Regions from separate parts of the Mus musculus genome. Here region 1 is linked to region 2. Evidence: chromatin contacts called from public Hi-C data. All regions are on one chromosome and are shown on one strand. Each heading gives the region's core, a stretch centred on a gene start, on an enhancer-like site or on the middle of the called end of the contact. The rest is flanking DNA. Distances are from core to core; before and after follow the strand shown.

Region 1 (6,569 bases), core at 3,032-5,531, 530 kb after region 2:
GCATATGGGAGAAGGTTGAGGGCTCTTCCAGTTTATAATACTGCATTCTCTAGACCCAGCTGGTTCCTGTTGTGGTGGGCATTTCTTGCTGGGCAGGGAACAGCAGAATCAAGCCCACAGTACTCTTGTGGAGAAAGCATGAGCAGAGACCAGCACTGAAACCTAGAAGCTGGAAGGGTAACTTGTAGCAGGGCCTGGCAGGAAGTGGGAGGACGTGATGTTCTGCAGGGGCTTCCTGACAGCAGAACTTCTGGATACCATCTATGAGTTTCCAAAGCCGTTGCACAATCGAGCATGGGCATTAAGACACCACCAGAGAACTGGGCGAGTTCTCCATTCTTTGATGCTCATTTAGCAGTTCCTGCAGTGGAGTTTCAGATAACTGCCCGAGCCCTTCCGGTGAGAGTGTTTCTGAACAGGGCATCTCTCCTGTCACGAAGCTAACTGTAAGTGGTGAAATCAGCACCTAACACATTAGTTATGCCAGATGGACATGTATCGTGATCCACTGGAATACTGCCCACATTTCTACCTTACATATAAATCATTCCAAAATTGTTATTAATAAATTCAAGTAATACAAAATGTAACTTGCCTAAAAGAGAGATGGCAAGAATATAAGAAACCGTGTTAGGGTGCTCGTGTGTATGCCTACTTCAGTAGTGTAAGGGCACTGATGGCATGGGGTTGGTTGCTGAAGGGAGGTCTGGGACGATCATAAACAGCACAGTCCATTGTCCCTGGTTTCTCACAGCCCTTGACACTGAGCACATTAGAACCTTTTAGTTGGCGGAACAGGACTAGTAATGTGTAAGCTCAGTTCGACAAGGTCATGTACCTTTAGGTTTTGTGGAGGTGAAGTGTTCTGAGCCCTGTGCCCCTCTGCCATAGTCTCCTCTCATATGCCCCTTCTGGGCATTTTTCTCTCCTATCACATGGGTACAGGGCTTTATGAAGTATTTCCTTTTGCCTAGAATATTCTCCCTCAGATGTTAAGGGTTCTTTGGTGGTTAGGTTCATGGGTTCACCCTGTGTTCACTGATTTCCCAAAGATGGGTCAGTTACCCATGTCTCCTGGTAGTCATACTCTTTTTTGTGGTCCCTCCTGTGGTGGACCAATAGGCACAATGGATATGACTGTGCTAGCTCAGGACCTGAGCTACACAAGGTCTTACCTGTTTCTCTTTCATGATCTTAGGATCCTAAAATTCCATGAGGCTGACTCCTCCACCCTGACTTGAGGAGAAAGCCAAGAGGATGCTTAGAGAAACAGAGGCCCTGGGGCCTCATGACTAGAAAGAGGAGCCCTGCTAACCATATATGGAGGTAACAGAAACTGCCTGGCTGAGCTACACACAAACACTCATAAAGCTGTGAGCAATGAAATAAAAATGACTGCTTAATCCATGAAGCCTTGGGGTACTTCGTTACACATCAATGATAAGTGAAACACATTAATTCAATAAATATTTATCTAACACCTTCTATTGGATGGTAGTGTGGATGAAAAGGGGACACTGTCTGCCTTCGAGGCATACAGTCCTGAAGGGGAGACTGCATTGAAAGTCAGTTTTATGAAATTTAATCAACAAGTCTTCCCTCATAATTCCTTAGATTTCAAAATATTTCATCCTTCCCTCCCATGACAAATATCTCCTTCTGAACTTAATCTGGCATATAATGTGTGTGTGTGTGTGTGTGTGTGTGTGTGTGTGTGTGTGTGTGTGTGTGTGTAAATACATGTTGATTAATGAATGAATTAAAGTCGATGAAATGTCTCACATCAGTGAGAGCAGAGTGTGCTGCTGACCAGCCATGGAAAGCAGAGGCTTCTGTAGAATTCCGTACAGAGGACTGGCTTTAGGTTTTATCTCCTGCCTGTCACTCATTTCACGCTTGGGTTTCCAGGGCTGAAATCCTCATGAAAGGAATTGCTAAATAAATGCACATGCACGTAAGGGTTTATGCTCTCTCAAATGCCGTATTCCTACATAGCAATTCTAAATTAGGTAAGGTGTGCTCACTCCACCAACTGACCTAATGGTAGCCAATGCCCATTTTATAACCAAGTTGTGGCTTCTCGTGTTATATCAACAATATTTAACAGACCTGGGAGTCCAAGCTGTACCCCTAATCTGAAGACACTGGAAGAGACAAAGATATAAACTGTCTTTCGGATACTGATCTTGGATGTATTGGTCTAAGTTACCTAAGCATGTGGTAAATTTAACCAAGAGCCTGGGCCATGCCCACGAGCCTCTCCTCTCCCCACCTGCATTGGGTTCAGCAGCATAAACATAAAAACAAGGCAAGATCACAGATCAAGGCAATAAAATCAATCAAGGAGTCAATGTTGCATGATTTCTCTGGGTACCCATTCAATACAGTTGATACAGCTTCCTGTAATATTAAATTTAAATCTATCTATCTATCTATCTATCTATCTATCTATCTATCTATCTATCTATCTATCTATCTCTATCCATCAGTGGTCTATCTATATATGGATCTATCAGCTATCTATCATCCATTATCTATGTATGTATCTACCATCTATCTATGTATGTATCTACATATATCTATCCTATCTATCTATCTATCTATCTATCTATCTATCTATCTATCTAATATAACCATCTGTCTATCTACCTACCTGTCTTATACTATATATTTTTGTTTCCATACAGATAGCCCTTTCATCATGTAGGAATTTTATAAGATAAATTATATGCATATAAACATTTGTGTTTATAAATGCACATATTATACATGTACATGAATTTGGTACATATCACAGTAGTCTTTTGGTATTCACAAAAATTTCTTCTGATATATTCTTCTCAAAGCCAAGATCCACAGATGCTCAAGTCCCAGGGTATAGCCACAAATAGTGCCACATAAGCAGCATCAAGTAGATTTAGTGGGTTATCAAAAAGAGGTCATGATGTTGGGAGGGGTGTGCTAGGGAACATAATCATATTTTACTGCACACGTGTATGAAATTCTCATAAATATGGAAAATAAGAGGGTAAAATTTTATAATGGATAAGATGATAAGAAACCTTATAGATAAAAATAAATCAGGAGCAAAAATGGGGGGTGCCTAAGTATTTGCACAGAGCTTCTGTGCAGTCTGTGTTCTTTAAATCACCTTCAGATGAGTTATAAGACTTCTTATCATGCAGATGCTATGGAAAGAGTTGTTACTCTGTAATTTTAGGGGATGACAAGAAAAATGACTGTGGTGCAGACACAATTTTTAAGAATATTTTTGATTGGAGGACAGTTATAGATAGATGTGGACTCCCCAGATGTGAGGCCTACAAATATTAAGACTGTATACATAATGCATATCAGAGATGACCAGCCCCAAGAAAAGAAAAGAAATCAGAATTGTTTTGGTTCACTTAAACCCATGCTTTTCTAGTATTGCCATGAGGCGGGGGAGAGGGGGGAGGAGGAGGAGAGTCAGAGAGACAGAAAGAGAAGGAAAAAACTGCCTTTCTAGTCTTTAATTTGATACTAGAAAACAGTCATGACGCATTGTAAAGTGTCGGTACCCCAGATGCATTGTAAAGTGTCGGTACTCCAGATGCCCAGTGCCTTGCACTCGACAAAACCCTTTCATGCCTTCTGCTTAAATCTCACTAAGACCACTCATCATATCTCTGCTGCATAGGGAGGAGAGTGAGATGCTTTGGATCTTAAGTACTTCTCAAAGGTCTCAATGCTAAGGCCTTATTGTGGAGGCAATGGGACATTTAGGGGATGGGACCACATGAAAGGACTTTAAGTCACATGGGGCTGTGTCTTGGAAGGATATGAGGATCCAAGTTCTTTCTCTTACTCTTTGCTTCCTGGCTGCCATGAGATAAGTGGTTTCCTGTCATGCTGTACTGCCTCACTTTGGGCTCCAACACAAATTAACTAGCTGTTAGTGGTCTTTAATCCTCTGAAACCGTGAGCCAACATCAAGTTTTCACCTTTTCAAGTCGTGCATGTCAAGCATTTTGTCAAGGTGATGGAAAGGTGACTAACACATCAGGGACTTGTGAGAGATTGTCCTTTCTAGGCTCCAACTAGTTCTCAAGCTTAACAGCGAGGAAGATGAACATTCACCATAAATCTGAGAGTCCCCAACCCTTAAGTCTCCCACCCACAAGCCTTGTCTTTTTAGACTTCTGCTCACATCCTCTGGACCACCTCTGCCACCCAGAGTACATAAGAACACACGCTTGCTCCCAATACAACAGTCAGCTGCTAACCTCACTCCGATCCTCATTTCCTGACATGTTCCTAAGCTGGAAACACTTTGCAGCACAATCAGAAGCTAAGACTGAAGACCTTCCCAGCCTAACAAACGATAATGGAAAATGTTCTCTGTTTCTGGACCTTGGCTGTCACAATGCATCCCACATGTTTGCCAGCTGAAGTGCAGATGGTTTCTATTTCACTCAGCATTAATTTTTTATGAAGTTTCCTCAGAGCCAGGGGACCTATAATTGGCTTTTAGTTCTTTACTCTGCACTGCCGTATCTAATTGCCGAGATAGTTCTTAGGACACAAGTCATATTTTAAGGTGGTGTTAATATGTTTACCAGGTTTCTCACCAACATTGGGCATACATCTTGGGGCAAACTTTTAAATGTGTTTTTCCTTGGGAAGGAAGATCGGGCTTTATTGGAATTCATACTCTGCTCTTCTCTGGATTTGTGACCAAAGTGCTCACAGCAGTGTCATTGTGTCCAGAGCCTTGATAACAGCAGGACCTTGACACTATTTTGTAATCTCCATTTGAGTCTTAAAAAAGTTTGGTATCTGGGAAGCAGAGGTGGGTCCTGTTGAAAATGAAATCTGCCCTTTGGTTATATATGATATGAGCCCACTGGAACACAGGAGTTTTGTCCTTATTCCAGCTGTAGCCTGGACTTGGTTTTAGAACATCTCTGGATACTTTAGCACAACCACTAAGTTGCTATAGTGCTTTAGAAATGTCCTTGTAACCCTTTCCCAGCAGGCTCCATGGACTGTTCAAGAAAATCCATGATGTAGAATGATAGACGTACAGAGGTGATGGTGACCAGGAGTCTCTGTTCCTTGTAGATTAGTTTAGCTAGTTTCAGATGTCATTATTTTTGTCAACGCCATGTGTTTTCTGACAAAGGAGAGTCAGGGAGGAAGAGGACGAGGAGGAGGAGGAGGAGGAGGAAGCCAGTCATGTGTACTTCCTTAAAGCAAATAGACAGGAAGTTTATATACTATTTCTATAGTGATTGCGAGCCACATATTCTCTATAATCTGCATGGAAGCTCATCCCCCAATATAATTTTCTATTCCTGAGTTCTCCAATTTGTTTTTGTGTATTGCCCTGTATGTATGCAATGTGCAGAGTTTGCATCCATTGCCATGTTTAAAGAGGAAAGAAAGCAAATTTAGGCTGTGTTCTGTTTCCATCTGTCACGTTGCCAGCATACCTCAGGGGTTTGTTAGAGTTATTGTTTTGGCTCAAAGGTACCTGAGACTTCTTCAGTCAATTGTGTCCTGCTTTTGATGCAGCCCCTGCTTAGGAAGAAGCCCTTCCCATGGTTATTAGCATCCTTTATCTTGCAAGACTTCCCATCTGGTAGACAGCTCGGCACTACTGTTAAGACTGTGAATTTGCTAGTATTTAACTCAGTGTTCACAGACCATCACCATCTCCCCTCCTTGAAGTCTGTGTGTGAAGGCTGAATGTGTGGGAGGAACTGTTTCTCAGTGCTTTTTACCCTGTGTTCTCAGGCCAAAGAAATATTCCTTCTGTTGTGTTTATTTAGTCCTTGAAGACCAAAGGTGATGCTTCTGTTTGAAGCTTTGGCTCATTCAAAGGGAAGCAATCAATCTATTCTGCAAGTATTTGAGCAATTCTAGGACCCCAGAACAATGCCAGAGGTAGTAGGGCAGAACCTCCCAAACTACAGCATGCATGCAGATCATTGGAGACTTTCTGATTGAAAAGATCAGAACCAGGACTCAGTTTATCTCCATTGATAAGATTACCCAAGAGGGTTCTGGAGCTACACCAGTGTATCTACTGGGAGCAGCACTGTTCTAAGAGAGTCAATGAGAAATTTTCAGTATCATGGGAAGATATGGAGCACACTCAAGTTAGACAACAAGAAAATAGTATGGCAAGACCAATTACACCATGTTCTTAAATGCACTCTAAAGATATCAAATAACAGCTGAGACAGGGAAGGTGGGAACACTATGGAGTGAGTACACCAGGTCGCTTGTTACTGTCTGGGATAACATGAGGTCATACACTTGGGAGAAAGCCATGAAGATGTGGACAGGGAGAGAAGAGCGAAGACTTTCTGGAGGAGGTGACAGTGGAGACCTTGCATTTGATGCTGCTCAAATGAATTGGGAATGTAGTTTCTACAATGATAGATGAAGAACGAGCAAAGGGGGACAAGCAGCCTACTCATCCCAAGCTTGCTGTATGATAGCAAGAGAGTCTGCTATCCCTACATTCTGATACTGATTCAAAATTAGGCCAGAAACTAGGAAAGCCTTCAGGGATAAAAGGG
Region 2 (6,717 bases), core at 1,469-3,968:
TCATGTATTGATCAAGCAATTCATTTACATGTCTGTATCTCCCACAGTGCAGACCTCAGCCCATGATAAATAGTTGCTGATCAACCAGCAGCACAGAATAAACAATTGCTGATCAGTGGGAGCTGGAACTGTAGCACCTCACCTGCCACCTGACTTGGTGACCATTGTCAGCACAGTCAAGAAGCAGCCATGTTACCACACACAGTTAGAGCTAGCTAGCTCTGGTGACTTGAATTTGGCAGATATAGGCCAGGGAGGAAATTAAAATCACCTCCAAATCTTCCACACAGTTGAAAATAAGCCATTTCCTCACCTTTATTAGAAGGGTAAGGAGATTGCTTGGAAGATGGTAGAACAATTGGAAAAGAAGTTCAAGGAGGAGAAACCCCTGCTGTGTTATGAAAGGAGGATTTTAAAAGCCATCTCCATAAGATGGGGCACCCGGGCTTCTCTGTCTGGAATCCCAGAGACACTCCATTGAGCAGGGCAGAACTCAGAGTGGACCAGCACTGACATCCAGAACTATTCTCTTCTGTTTGGGTTTTGGTTTAAGTATAATGTGAATTCCTATTCTAGGCTTATTTCAGGCACCACCCCTTAAATTTTCCTTTTTATTGTGGTAGAATGTACATGACATTCTCTATTTCTGCCATTCTTGAGTGTACATGTCAGTGGCATTGAGCACATGCACACTGTGTGACCATCACCTCTATCCATATCTAGAACGTGGTCGTCTCCCCAGCCTGAAACTCTGTGCCTCCTACCCCCACTCACCTGCCCATGCTCACCTGTACCCGCACATCTGTCCAGCCACTGGCAGTGCTGTGCCTCTGCTGTCTGTACATTTGGGTCCTAGGCACTCTACATAGCAGAGTCATACAGTGCTGGCCTTTTGCTTATGGTTTGTCTCACTGAATGCTGTGTCCTAGGTGTGCATCCACGCTGTCACATATATCATGTGTGATCACCTGGGCCTTCTTTATAGGCTCTGTCACACTGCCTGTGCATACCTTAAGATCAGTTGTTAACAGTAAGCCTGAAATGTCTGAAACAATTACCCTGGTTTGTCTTTCTTTCTCAGTCAGTCTTTTAAAACCTCTAGAGTCTGTATCTATATTGTAGAATAAGAACCTGTATCAGATTAGAAACTGGCCCCAGAGCCTAGCTGAGAAGCAGTAGTAAGAGAGACCATTAAAAGACTTCTGAAAGTAGTTATTTTCAGTCTTACTCAGATAAAGATCCAGAACTCAGCCCCACCCTGCAGGAGGCCTGGACTCCACCTCCCTCCCTATGCCTGCTTGGCAGAAGCCACTGCTCAAGAGTACCAGAAGTTATGGGGAGAGTTAGGAAAAAAATCCCAAAAAAACTGGGGGTGCTTTGAACTTCCCAGAGGACTTGGCAGGTGTTTGATGTTCAAAAGCACTTCTTGCCTGTAAAATTTGTCTCTGCGGAGCTCTTAAGTTACCGACTGAGGCTGACCAGTGAGTGGACCGGTGGGGGTGGCCCAGCTTGGTTCCTTTCCCAGCTGCTGGTCCTGCCTCTATCACGGCCTGCATGGGAGTTGTCTTTCTCCAGGCAGAAACTGTCAGAGGAACCATCTGGTCCAGTTTCTTATGACTGACTCGTAGGAACAGCAATCCCTCTGGGAGCTAGGAAGCTTGGCAGTGGCGGGGAGACACTTATCTGTGGCTAGCTCCTCGTCTAGCTGACAACTACAGAAACGCACAGCTCTGAAGGGCCTCCAGGGAACACTAGGGCAAGAAGACAAAGTGTTCTGAAACTCAGGCGGCAGGCCTCTTTGCTATTGTTACAGTTTGATATAAAATGTCTTCCAGAGCTTCATGTGTTGAAGGCTTAGTTGCCAGCCTTTTGGGGAACTGTATCCTAAGGGCTCTGACCTAATCAGTAATCTTTTGATATATTTATATTATGACACTATTAGAAGGTGATGTAAGCCAAGAGATTGGCCATGTAGTTCTGCTACATCTTGCCCTGGGCCCTTCCTCTAACTCCTGTCTCTACTTCCTGTCTGCCATAACATAAGCCTCCGTCTGTCCAATGCACAAAACCAAGTAACCATGGACCAAACCCTCTGAAACCATGAACCAAACAATTTTTTTCTCCCATTATGTCTGTCTGGTGTTTGGTCATGGCTGTGCAAAAGTGACCGATACAGCTGTGGGAGGGGTGGCATGAGGATGGCACCAAAGGCCTTAGTATCTGATGGATGACTGACTGGAGACCCACTGGACAGAGGGTGACTCTTTGATCTTCCAAGCAATAACTTGCGCTGGTGAAGCTAGCCTGATGCTCTCCATTCTTCTAGTATCCCCTCACAGCATTACGTCAGTATCACCTCATGCCCGCCTCAGCCCTTCCATTTCATTCTTTGCAGATGTTAGATTCCTCCAGAATCTCCCTTCCCCCTGTTTAGTCTTGGGATATTAGAGCCAGAAAAAAAGTTAAAGCTCACTTAGCCCACCTCTCACTGCTAAGGAAAATGAGACCACACAAGGTGACTCACCCAATCTTGCCTGTCACTGCCCTGGCTCAAGAGCCTGGGCTCCACCTCCCACCCAGCAAATCTTATTACCAGAATTTCTTCTTTATTTTTTCTCTGTGATTGTTTATAGCAGGAAATGCAGTAGTCTGGTTTACTTAGTGTCTGGATCGCTTATTCAGACCAGGCCCAAGTCTGTGCTTCATGCTTTGTCAGAAATAGCTCTGGCTATCCTCAGACCAGTGTCAGATTCCAGATTCATTAAAGAGGTTAAACATTGACTGGCTAGGATTGTGTGTGCAACGGAGGAGTAGGACCCACTCCTGTTAGCTTAACTTCCAGCAGTTTTAGTTATATGATGTCGACTATAATCCAAAATGTTAAAATTCCAGGAGTAGTATAAAGTTTTGTGCTATGTCGCCCATGGTCTGTTCAGCATCTCTATGCTATGTACACTGCCCACCCATCCATCATCTAGCTGTTCTCTCACATATCAGATCAGCTGTGTGATATAAGTTCTTGAGTCAAATAGACTTTAATTTAATAAAGGCCCAAAGCTCAAGAGCACCAACAGTGGAAATTTTTTGTTACATAGTTGCAACTGCAATTGTTCCATTTTACTATTTTTATCCTTTTATTAAAAAATATTTTAATTGATTCTTTGATCATATTATGCACCCCAGCCCTACACATCTCCCTATCCCTTAATATCTACCCTCCCTTAATATCTACCCTTTGCTCTTGAATTCCCCTGCCCCCAATAAAAAACACAAACAAACAAAAAACATCGAAAAACATCTCATCATGCAAGTTGTAGTAGTATGCCACAGTGTGTCTCACAATATATCCCTCTGTCCACACACCTTCACTTGCTGATGTTCATCACAATGAATCATTTGGTCTGGTTCGAGATCTCTGTTTCTGTGACACCATCACTATTGGCTCCTCCTTGGGACTCCTCCCAGTTCTCCTGTTGTTGCCCTTCGTCATGGAGATCCTGCAGCTTTAGAAAAGCAGGAATGGCCCATTCACGTATCTCAACCATTTGCAAGTGATATAGATTTTGGGGTGGGCCAATTCAGAGCTCTGGATATGGGCCTGGTGGCAGCTGTGCCAGTCAGTGAGCCACCGGGGTGAGTTCTCTAGCACTGTTCTGGCCAGGCCACCCAATGCCACCATTGGCAGGAGGCAGGGTCATTTCTTCTGCTCTCATGGTCTCCGGCCAGCTCACCAGCACTCATGCCTCCAGAGACAACTCCACTGTGCTGCCCAGTCATAGCAGGAGGGGCTGTGGGGAGCACTTTTCCAAGTGCTGTAGCCTGCAAGGGGCTGGGCCAACTCTCCTACTCTCACACCCCCTGAGCTGGCTCACCCTTGACTTCACCATCAGGGCCAGCTCTCCAGAGCACTACAGCCAGTGAGGGGGCAGAGCTAGTTCTCCTCTGGGCCAGCTCTCAGTATTGCTCATAGGAAGGGGGAGGGACCCATGCCACCTCTTGACAGGTGAGTTGTAGAACCAGCTCTCCTACACTCTCTCCTAGGGTCAGTTCTCCTGTCTGCCTTCAGTAGTGAGGGGGTGGAAGGCATCTTCCCCCATCCAAGACCACTTCATAGCAGAGAAGTGATAGGGTCAGCTCTCCCTCACTGATACCCTCCAGCAATTAACCCACACCCCATCCGGGACAGCTCACTGGGACAAGCTCTTCCATCTGCCTCAGATGGTGAGGGGTGAGGGTTGGGGGGGGGTTCGCCTCTCATGTACTTAAACTTTAAATTTAAATCAAATTTCATCACAGGTACCCCAGTCATACTTTAGAAAAATGTATCTATAGTGTTTGTTGCTATTGCTGGTACTGGGCAGTCACTGTGGTCTTGGAATGTGTCCCCACCACTGAGTAGATAATCCACTCTTGATGGGCAGGCTCTGAAATAATTGCTGTATAGTGTGTCCATCTAGTCCTCAGAGATAGAAGAAGGAAATGGAGGTCTTGCTTCATAGGCAAGAACTCCAAGGCACAAGAGGTCATGCAGGGGCCCTAGATCTCACAGCAAAGAGAACGGGAATTGGAACCAGCTTTCTCTCAACTACAAAGTCAGGTGCTTCTCCATTCTCCCACAGCCTGGCAGCTCTCGGTCCTGTCCTTGGAAGTAACATCGAGCTGTCTCCCTCCCTCCCTCGTCTTGCCGCCCGTGCTTCTTGTCTGGCTTCCACGAGCTTCTGGATACATTGAATGAACTTGCTTTCTCCACTGAGCAGAAGAGTGATAACATGGGGCATCGGGCTGAACCTTTGTCTCTGACAAGCAGGAACTAGTTGACTACAAAGCCAAGGATCCAGCTTTCTCACTCTGTCAGTGGAACTCTTCTGGACAGCATCTTTCTGCACTGAGTAATCTCTGTGTGGATGGATAGGCAGTGTCTGCAGTGCCCACTGGTCATGCCTCGTCTATTCTGGGAGGTGTCAGGCATACCATCCAAGAACACAGAGTAGCTGCTCTGTCACAGATGGAAAAGCAGACTATTGTGGATGCTGTAGGAGATAGGTTTGGGCTGCATGTGAGGAAGGGTTTTATTTCAAGTTCAGAGCTAGTTTGGTTGCCACGGTGAACCCAGTGGTTGTATAATAGAAGTCTTCCCTCCCTCACCAAGACTCTGACCCATTGTTCCTTCTTTCCAGGCGGCTCCATAGCCCTGTACCCCTTCAGAAAATACCCCCCATACTTTGAGCTGGGGGGAGCACTAGTTAATCTTCAAGTAGTTCTGATGATGGTTCACTTTATTACTCTTTCTATTTTGTTTTAAGATATTTATTGCTCAGCTTTTTCACATTAAGACTGACACAAATATGAATATTTACAGGATGCAGTAAAATATTTTGAGCTATGTGTAATGATACAGTAATCAAGGTGCTTGGCATATCCGTCACCTCAGACATTCGTCATCTCTTTGTTTTGAGAACATTTAAAGTCCTCTTGTAGATAATGTAAAATATTCAAAACAGGGTCACTAGCCAGGGTCATCTGCTTTGCCACAGATCACTAGAGCCTGCTCCTTTCACCTTCCATAACTTTGTTGATCTTTCATCCCCACCCCAGCCTCTGGCAGCCCCCGCCCCTATTTTTTTTGTGAGACCAGCTTCTTTAGGCCCCACAAATAAGAGAGAGCACACACTGTGTCCCTTCTGTAATTGTCTTACTCCACTGAGCATAGCATCCTCGGGACCACCCATGCTGCTGCGATGACACCATCGCACCTTTTTAAAGACTGAGTAGTATTCCATTGAGTAAGTGTTCTTGATTTCTTCTTCCATTCACCCCCTGCCGGATGCTTGTGGTAATCTCATATCTTGGCTTTATGAATACTGTGCCAATAAGCATGGGGTCCAGGTCCTCTCAACACCTGTTAAAACCTCCTTTGGATGCATACCCTGAAGGGGATTGCTAAACCCTTTTAGGCATAAGCTTGACAGTCCTTTCACTGATCCAGACTTGACTGTTCTCAATCCCACGCAGCTTTCTCTTTGGTCTAAAGTTAGGAGTCTCGGAGGAGGAGGCACTAAAACAGAATCCCCCTCTGCTGGCTTGTCCCGCTGGCCTGCCTCCTCTCCCCATAGTTCACATGGGATTGCCCATCCTGGTTCTCAGTTTCTGCCTGAGCATCCGGACTTGGGTGGGAGGTGGAATTGGGTAAGCCTTGACGTTCAGAGTGGAGCAGGGAACAGGACCAAGGTGAAAGCAAGTCATGTGTTTTGTTTCCCCTAGTTGGACCCTGAAAGGGGGTGGGGGTGATGTCAGGCTGGTTGGGAGAAGCACAAGATGTTGTGGTATTGGCACAGCAGACCATCCTGAATCACTCAGGAGCAGACAAGGATGGTCACGTATGGCTGCCTGTGTCCAGTGTCTACAGGCAGAATGACCCAGATTTCTTTTTTGGTTTCTTCAGTGTCCAACTCTGTAACTAGACGAATAGCACCATGCCAGTGCACATGGTATCTCCCATGTGCTGACGAGGAGACCCTTAGATATCCCTGTCGCCTGCAGAGTGGCACAGCTGGCTTTACCGCCAAGTGGCTGCCAGCCCTCTTACTGCCAACTGGCCCACTGCTGGATGACAGATTCTCTGTGCTCCTTTCTGTCAAGCTCAGTGCCTGCAAGATGCTTTTTGTTGAATGACTGACTAACGAAGTCTATAAACGAATAGTCCCGGTTGAAAACACT

The links. Hi-C and Micro-C count contacts between places; a contact is called where the count stands out from the background.
Region 1: a contact with region 2 is called in a Hi-C map of the N1E-115 cell line, with 3 times the contacts expected there. The contact joins two enhancer-like sites. A contact is called at or near these places in 1 of 39 promoter capture datasets (HPC-7-derived erythroid cells) and 1 of 484 Hi-C or Micro-C datasets (the N1E-115 cell line).

Annotation. Positions count from the first base shown.
Region 1 is chr13:37,056,605-37,063,173 of GRCm38.p6, forward strand. No RefSeq gene overlaps it. Among named protein-coding and RNA genes, the nearest start is that of F13a1, 11 kb to the left of the region's middle. Within about 2 kb of position 4,282, at least 10 of the 459 cell types and tissues checked have an H3K27ac peak or open chromatin away from gene starts, as enhancers often do. A contact at or near this core is called in the N1E-115 cell line, where this site is marked.
Region 2 is chr13:36,527,138-36,533,854 of GRCm38.p6, forward strand. The region is part of intron 6 of Fars2 (phenylalanine-tRNA synthetase 2 (mitochondrial)); the gene reads left to right. Among named protein-coding and RNA genes, the nearest start is that of Gm46409, 82 kb to the right of the region's middle. Within about 2 kb of position 2,719, at least 46 of the 459 cell types and tissues checked have an H3K27ac peak or open chromatin away from gene starts, as enhancers often do. A contact at or near this core is called in the N1E-115 cell line, where this site is marked.